Linked DNA regions of Mus musculus: region 1 is linked to region 2. A link is a contact called in public promoter capture Hi-C data. All regions are on one chromosome and are shown on one strand. The core of a region is the stretch at or near the end of the contact, and the rest is flanking DNA. Distances in the headings are between cores, read along the strand shown. Region 1 holds the start of Enox2 (ecto-NOX disulfide-thiol exchanger 2). Region 2 holds the start of Slc25a14 (solute carrier family 25 (mitochondrial carrier, brain), member 14).

Evidence for each region. Promoter capture Hi-C pulls out the DNA fragments that hold promoters and counts their contacts.
Region 1: a contact with region 2 is called in a promoter capture Hi-C map of embryonic stem cells, with 6 times the contacts expected there. The contact joins the promoter of Enox2 here to the promoter of Slc25a14 in region 2. A contact is called at or near these places in 8 of 39 promoter capture datasets (the C10 cell line, cranial neural crest, embryonic stem cells and 5 more), 1 of 484 Hi-C or Micro-C datasets (CD4 T cells) and 5 of 115 datasets of contacts at active chromatin or transcription factors (the 230-238 cell line, astrocytes, embryonic stem cells and 1 more).

The regions. Positions count from the first base shown.
Region 1 is chrX:49,286,108-49,290,060 of GRCm38.p6, forward strand. It overlaps Enox2 (ecto-NOX disulfide-thiol exchanger 2), which reads right to left and starts at 2,135. Exons shown (of 16, transcript NM_001271447.1): 1 at 1,994-2,135; 2 at 738-797. Gm39513 (a long non-coding RNA gene) reads left to right here and starts at 809. Exons shown (of 2, transcript XR_882305.2): 1 at 809-2,183.
Region 2 is chrX:48,622,084-48,625,701 of GRCm38.p6, forward strand. Slc25a14 (solute carrier family 25 (mitochondrial carrier, brain), member 14) reads left to right here and starts at 1,495. Exons shown (of 11, transcript NM_001166450.3): 1 at 1,495-1,745; 2 at 1,879-2,123. The coding sequence starts at 2,049.

The DNA.
Region 1 (3,953 bases), core at 885-3,384, 660 kb after region 2:
ATCTAGTAACCTGGGTCCCCTTGAAAAAGCTGAAATGAAATAAAACCCAAAGAACTGTCTACACCCAAATGATGTAAAGGTTGGACATAATTTTTTGTATAGAATCATCTAATTTAGAAAAAGAAACATTGACTATAATTTTGGCAGGCATAATCAACTATGGTTATAACAGTTAATCTAATGTGGTATTGGCAACGACTTTACAGCAGACACACTCTGACACAAAAATCCAAATGACTCATTTGGGTTTCTTCCAGGATGAACAATTGTACCTTAATCTTTCCTTGCCACAGTTGGAAAATCATGAACAAAAATACACATCAGAACTAGGAAACCATGGGCGAAGAGCATGGGCGTTCAAGTCAGAAGTTTGTACATCAAAACTCCACCTCGATTATCTCTAATCTATTTGTCTTTAGATATTTGCTTAAAATACCCAGTTTAGTTTCTTCTTCTAGAGAAATAGTGGAAATAATAGTACATATAAGACTCTCAGACAGTGTCACTAAGTGCTTATGATTCTTGGACATTATGTGGGCTCAATAAATAGGAGTCAATACTGTCTTCTAATCAGATGGTTACAATTCAGGTATTCTGCTACACAAGGACAGCAAACTCATTTCTTATTATGTTTATGGCACTTTGCTTTCTAATTGACAGATACAGGTTGTGGCGAAGATTAGCCACAAATAAAACATCTACAAGACAAAAGTTTCTCCTTATATTTAAACTCACACCTGGAACATACCACCACACTTCTTTGTGTTCTCCAAGAATTGATCTCAAATCAGGTTCCCCTAGGATGAAAAGGAAAATCACCCAGTCTTAATTTTTTTGTCTTTAATTTTATTCAATACAGAATAAATTCAAACTTTGCATATTCTTCTACCTGTCATGTCACTATGATCTCCCAATATTATCCTAGTATTATCTCCCAATATATCCCTGCTGATACCTCTTCTAGAACCATGTGTGCCTCTGTCATACACTCCTTCCTTTTCCATCCCCCACTTCTTATTCGCCAAGTCCTGCATCATCAAGAAGCATTTTCTTCCTCTTATGCTCCTTTTGAATCTCTTTTAAACCACTGGAGCCCAAATGAAAGGCAACCTCTTCCACAAAGCATACTAGGATTGTTCTAAGGAAAGAGTAAGTTTCAAGACGTCAGGAAGCTCTGAGTTAGGCTAGAACTTTTACAAAGCAGCCTCTCAATTCTATCTATTGGTGTTAATCAGATTTTGCTGGAAGCCCTTAATATGCTCCAGGTTTTTAAATGGTCCAATTTGCCCTCTACCCTCACTAGAACACTGTACTGAACCTTAATTGTGTATTTCTCAAAAGTAAGATTCTTTTTTTTTCTGCTTCCTATCCCTTCTGGAAATTGAAGGACACCTTTTCCACTCCAATGACTAGTTGAAAAAGGCCAGTAAAAAGAGATGAGCCAAGAGAAAGAGATTGAGAGAGAGAAAGAGAGAGAGAGAACACCTCATTATCAGGAAGCAGAAATGGAAATTGACAGAAAATCAAGCCCTGGGTTTAGCAAGGAATTTCCACTCGCCTAGAGGAAACGGGGGTGCAGGGTGGGGTCGAGTGGGGTTTGTGTGTGTACTTGCAGTGGTAGGTGCTCAGAGCTGAGCAACAAATTAAAGGCGGGAACAGAGCACCCAACTCCTGCCTGAAGGGGAATCCAGATGCCACTTTTTGGAGGCTCTCTCATCCTAAGAAGGAGCCTGCGCTGGGTGGTGGGGAGAGGGGCGGGTGGAGGTAGGAAATAAGAGAAGAGTTGGGAGGAGGGGGGACGTGCTTGTGCTTTGGATGCTAAGGCAACTGGTGCCTGCCCCCCAACTCCAGTCAAGGCACCCACCACCCATGAAGAAGCGGGCTGGGCGGAGTTAGGCGCCAAAGATTGCGGCCCCGGAAGCACCCTCCTCCCTAGACCCCCTCGGTCCCACAGTCCCCGGCCACTGCCACTCGGGCTTTCTGCCTCGCTGACCTCCAGCTCCCCGGCTACCGAAGCGCTACTCCTTAAACAGCCGCGGAAAATCGGACCCGCTCGGAAGTTCCTGGACCCGGAGTGCCCTCAGGGTGGGGTGTGCCCCACAACTGTCTTCCCAACCGTGCACCTTCTACTAGATGGCCTAGGCCAGGCAATGGGGCCCAATAGCTGGACTCTAACCTACCAGGTGACTATTGAAGCCTCTCCCATTGGCTAGGGCATCAGAGAACCGCGAGGCCCGAGCATGTGTCTTCATGGGAAATGTAGTTTGAGGTCACAGGAAACTGTTATTCCTCAGAAGTATCCAATATTTGCTTAGGTATCAAGGGATGCTAGAGGATTCTGGGAGATGAAGTCAAAATGCTTTCTTCTAGATACCCACAATTCCTCTCACACCAAGCTTCCTGAAAACCCTGAGTTGAAATACAGGACAGTGTTATGGGTATTGTAGTTTAGTGTGCAAGGACCCTCAAGCTTAGGTATAGAGAGCTTGTAGAGACAGATAAATGTTCGAGATTCTTTTGAATACTAGAAAAGTATTTATGTTTTGAGAAAGAATGTTTGCATTGCATTATAATTTGACATTTTCATTTGAAGTCTGAGTATGGTTGATTTTTTTGTTTAAGGAAGAATGCTGCTATCTAGCCTAGAACTGGCTTTGAATTAAGAATCCTACTGCCTAAGCCTCTTCAAATGCATAATTAAACACATGTGCTATGAACATATACATTTCCGTTTTGTTAAGATTAAATTTTTAATTAAAAATATACCTTGTAAAAGTTTGCCTTTTGTTAGAGTCATTAGAAAACTAGGTACTTCTAATTGGGAATTATATTTTCCTTTAGGACTTGTCATAATTAAATATGTAAATGTGATGTGGAGATACCAAAAGAAATCTACTAAATAGATAGGCAGTTAAGCTGTATTCTTGTATTGAAGATTGATGGCTTTGCCATATACTAGTATAATGCTATAGCTCATAACAGATGCACAATACAACTAGAAAAATATCTTACATATCTTCAAGAAAACATCTTTTAAGTAAAACTATGTAACAAGAGACCAGTAAATAAATGGGTGGATAAACACCAGTAGACCCAACTTCATAAAAGACACATTAGATCTAAAAACACATACTAATGCAAACACATTTAAAGTAGGTGACCTTAAAACCCCACTCCCACCAAAAAGCAGGACGAAAACTAAACAGAGAATTTCTAGAGTTTACACAACATCAAAAATCAAATAGACTGAACAGACATCTACAGAAATTACACTCAGACACTAAAGAGTACATATTCTTCTCATCAGCCCATGGAAACTTCTACAAAATTAACATGTTAGGACACAAATCAAGACTGAACAAACAAAGAAAAGAAAATTTGAAATAATATCCTACATTTTATTGAATCACAGTAGAATAAGGGTAGATATTAACAGCAATAGAAACTATAAGAAATACACAAACTCAAAAAAGCAAAACACACTACTGGATGATAATTTGGTCAAAAAACTCAAGGAGACAAATTTTTAATTCTTAGAATTGATGGAAAAGGAAAACAACACATCAAAACAAATAGCACATGATAAAGGCTAGGCTAAGGGGAAGTTTTATAGCACTAAGTGCCTACATTAAAAGCAAAAGAAAACAGAGAGCCAGGTGTGGTGGTCCACATCTTTCTCAGTACTAAGGATGTAGAAGCAGGCAAGCCTCTATGAATTCAAAGTTTGACTGCTTTTCATAATGAGTTCCAAGCCAGCCAAAGATACATAGTGAGACTGTGTTTCAAAGCAAACAAACATTAAGGGATTGTAAATTAATTAAAAGAAAGAGAAAGATGATACAAATTAATAAAATTAGAGATGAAAGGGGAGAAATTACAACAGATAGTGAGGAAATTCAGGGAATCATGAGGACATTACAAATTCGTGTTCCACTAAAAAGAAAAATCTAAAA
Region 2 (3,618 bases), core at 245-2,744:
TTTCTGCACACCCTATGAAGTTACCTGGGAGGTCATTTGCTCCCTTGGGATTGGAGTTACAGAGGTTTATTTGAGCCTTGGGAATTGAGTGGTGGGAATTCTCTAGAAGAGCAGCTAGTGCTCTTAACTGCTGAGATGTTTCTCTAGCCTCAGAGGATTCACAAGTTGGAATGCATGAGGTCTTTCTCATCTCTGGATTAATGACATTTCTGACATTAACAGAGAGCTTGGGCTCTGAAGTCAGTCTCAAGGTGAAATCTGAATTCTGCCAGTTATGACAAAACTCTGCTTAACTTTTATGACCTTATTTTTCTTAGTTGTTAGGACGGGAAAATAAGTATATCAACTTTATACTTTATAAGGAAATAGCAAGCAAAAAAAAAAAAAAAGCTCTTGCCATCACAGAACCAACGCTATCTATTATAATGTGTGCTGCTGTAAGAATTTAAGTGAAAAAATGTGAATGAGATGTGGAAGATTCTTTTGGAATAAATGAATTTAAAAATTCATCCATTCAACAAATAATCTCTTAGGACCATAGGCCTTGAAGTCACCTATTTATACTTATGTAAACAACAAACACTTTTATTAACTCTCATGTGATTGTGGAAACTGTGACACGTTAAAAGTAATGGGTGTAGCCTTAATATAGCTAATGGATTCCCCCAGAAGTGTCTAGTTCTCCTCTAATGGCCCTGAGAACTGGGATCCGAAGCTGGCGTTTAAACTTGACTTAGCTGATCGTGAGGTGCGGATTAAGAGCTACACTCTTTCCATTATTTTCTCCAGATTCATTTGTTTTAACTTTTCATGGTGCCCTTTCTGTTTCCAACTTGTTCCCAAGTTTGTCTCTGGGCTTTGAGAACAAGGCATGTTCATAATTTTTCAGCGACTGCTGTCTGACATTCACCAGATAAGGGTTATTTGCTTCCCCCATTTTTATTTCCCTTTCTGACCGTAGGTTCAGTCTCTAAATTCTGCTCAGCTTCTAGTCCTCAGTTGCATCTTAAAAATCTCTCACTTAGAAAAATATTTACTTCGTCTTCTCTCATATATTAACATCCTAACCAGTTTTCCCATCCTCCTCTCAGTCCCCTCTCCCGGATCCATTCCTTTCTCTGTTTCCCTTCGGAAAAGAGCCAGCCTCCCAGGGATATCAACCAAACATGGCATATCAAGATACAATAGGACTAGGCACAAACCTTCATACCAAGGCTTAATGAGGCAACCCACTAAAAAAGGGTTCCAGAAAAAGACAAAAGAGCTTCTTCTCCCACTCGTATCTTAAATCCTTTTACTCCACCTCCCTCCACGTGACGCCCCACCCACCTTCTCTCATTTTTTTAAAAAGGCAAAGCAGAGCCTCTGCTCTGGCTGGTAAATGCAGCGTGGGCGGGTGACAAGGCGCCTCCTCTGCTCTCACTGGTGAGCACCTAAGCTGCACAAGCTACTACACTCCCACGCCTTAGCTCTCTCTCCCGAAGCCTGCAGGAAGGCGGGTGGCTAGCTGCCGACCTTTTTGCACAGGATTCTGGACTCTGGCCTTTTGAATTTAATGGTTTCCTTTCATTCGCGCCTTGCTTTTTCCAGGCTAGGAGTGGGCGGAGTTTAGGATGGCTGCGCCACTGTTGCCGAGGCGACGCCTTGGTTACTTCCGTCGGTTTCAATGCTTCCGGGTTGGCGCTGCGGTGGCGTTTCCTACTGTGGTAGCCTCCGCTTCCCAGTCGTCTGCTGAGCTTGAGCAGGTGAGGGGGATGCTCCTGGACTTCCAGGTTGGGGAGCGGGGCTGGGCCGCGCCAGGCCGCGCGGGGCCGGGTTGGCTTGGTTCCCGGCCTGGGAGGGGCTTAACGGTCCTTTGATCTCTCTCTCTCCCCTCAGCTGAGTCCCTTCCCTGTCTTTCACTCTTCTGGCATCGGTGGCTTTACTTCTTCGATTGAGCTCTGCTTCCTCGACCCCCCGGGAGGCCGCCTCCTTCAGGCGCCTCCCTTCTCTCTACGAACTCGCTCTGACAGCCGAGGAACTGGCAAGATCCTGCACCCAGAGGGTGAATGGGTATCTTTCCCGGAATAATCCTAATTTTTCTAAGGGTGAAGTTTGCAACGGCGGCAGTGATTGTAAGCGGAGTAAGCAACCCCCTCCATTGTATAAGTGTGAGGGATGCTGTTGAAAGATGCTCCCCATCACTTCCTATCCCCCTGTCACTCGTGAGGTTCAGGCATTGAAGGCATCTATTAAAATGCAGTTCAGTTACTTGATTGGGATCACAGCTATTATCAACATGAATTTTGTTTCTCAGACAAGGTAGTAGCAGGGACATTTATAGTTTTCTACCAGTGTGTCCTTGCCCAAACCATAGAGATGCCTAGACTAGAAATTAACTCTTTCCTCCTCTTCATTTATATCATGAAGTGTCTTTTGTCAATGTCTCAACAGTTTAACCTCATTGTCAATTAGCATTCTTTTTTTTTTTTTTTGCCTGCTTCCCACTCTCCTAAGCTATTTTCCTACCTCTTCTGTTTGCAATCCACCGTGCTCGGGGTCCCTAGTAGCTAATTACAATAGGCTATTACCTTAATTCACTTGCCTATTAATAGATCTAGTCTTCCTCCAGCACCTTGTTTCCAAGCCTTCCAGTAGAATCTACCCCTTTTACTTGTTTCAGCCAACAAATTTATTGCTTATTCTGCTCGGGTCCTTCATTTCTGTCTCAGTACAAACCATTGGTGCACATTTCTACATGAGTGTGCGCATTTGCACATCTTACCCCACCTAGATGTCTCCCTTCCCTGCTCCTTTTTTTTATATTAAAGATTTATTTATTTATTATATGTAAGTACCCTGTAGCTATCTTCAGACACTCCAGAAGAGGGCATCAGATCTCATTACGGATGGTTGTGAGCCACCGTGTGGTTGCTGGGATTTGAACTCAGGACCTTCGGAAGAACAGTCAGTGCTCTTACCCGCTGAGCCATCTCGCCAGCCCCTCCTTCCCTGCACCTAACCAGATTCAGTCGGCTCTGTGGAAACCCGGCTTAAGTTCTCTCACTTCCAACAGCTTTTACAAGTTGTTTACACACATGCGATTGTTTTCTGTGCTTCTCTTGATCTCATAGACTGCTCTACGTTTTAACACTTCATTTTTCTCTAACAAAGTATTCAATTTCATCCACCAGATGATTGGGCAGAAAAGATAGGAAGAATGGCAATTACTGTCTTTTGTTAGATTATATTTGTGAATTTATTGGTTTTTTTTTTTTTTTTGTAACAGGGTTTCGCTATATAGATCAGGCTGGCTGCACTCACCGAGATCCACCCATTTTATCTCTCAGGTGCTGGATTCAAAGGCAGGCATCACCACACCCTGCTGTGATTACAAAACAAACAAACATGACCAATTAGATTATTAACAAATTGCTGGTTTGAGTATTGAGTATGCCTTCAACACATAGATTTAGGCTCCCAATTGCTATCTTCTAAACATGAGAATTTCTAATACCTACTCTTTCTTAAAGGAGAAACCAAGAAGGTTAACCAGAATTTCCTGACCAGACTTTGAAGTAAGTGTAGGGGCTATATAATATGGATTCTAGGATCTTTTATTTTCACTTGTTAGGCTAT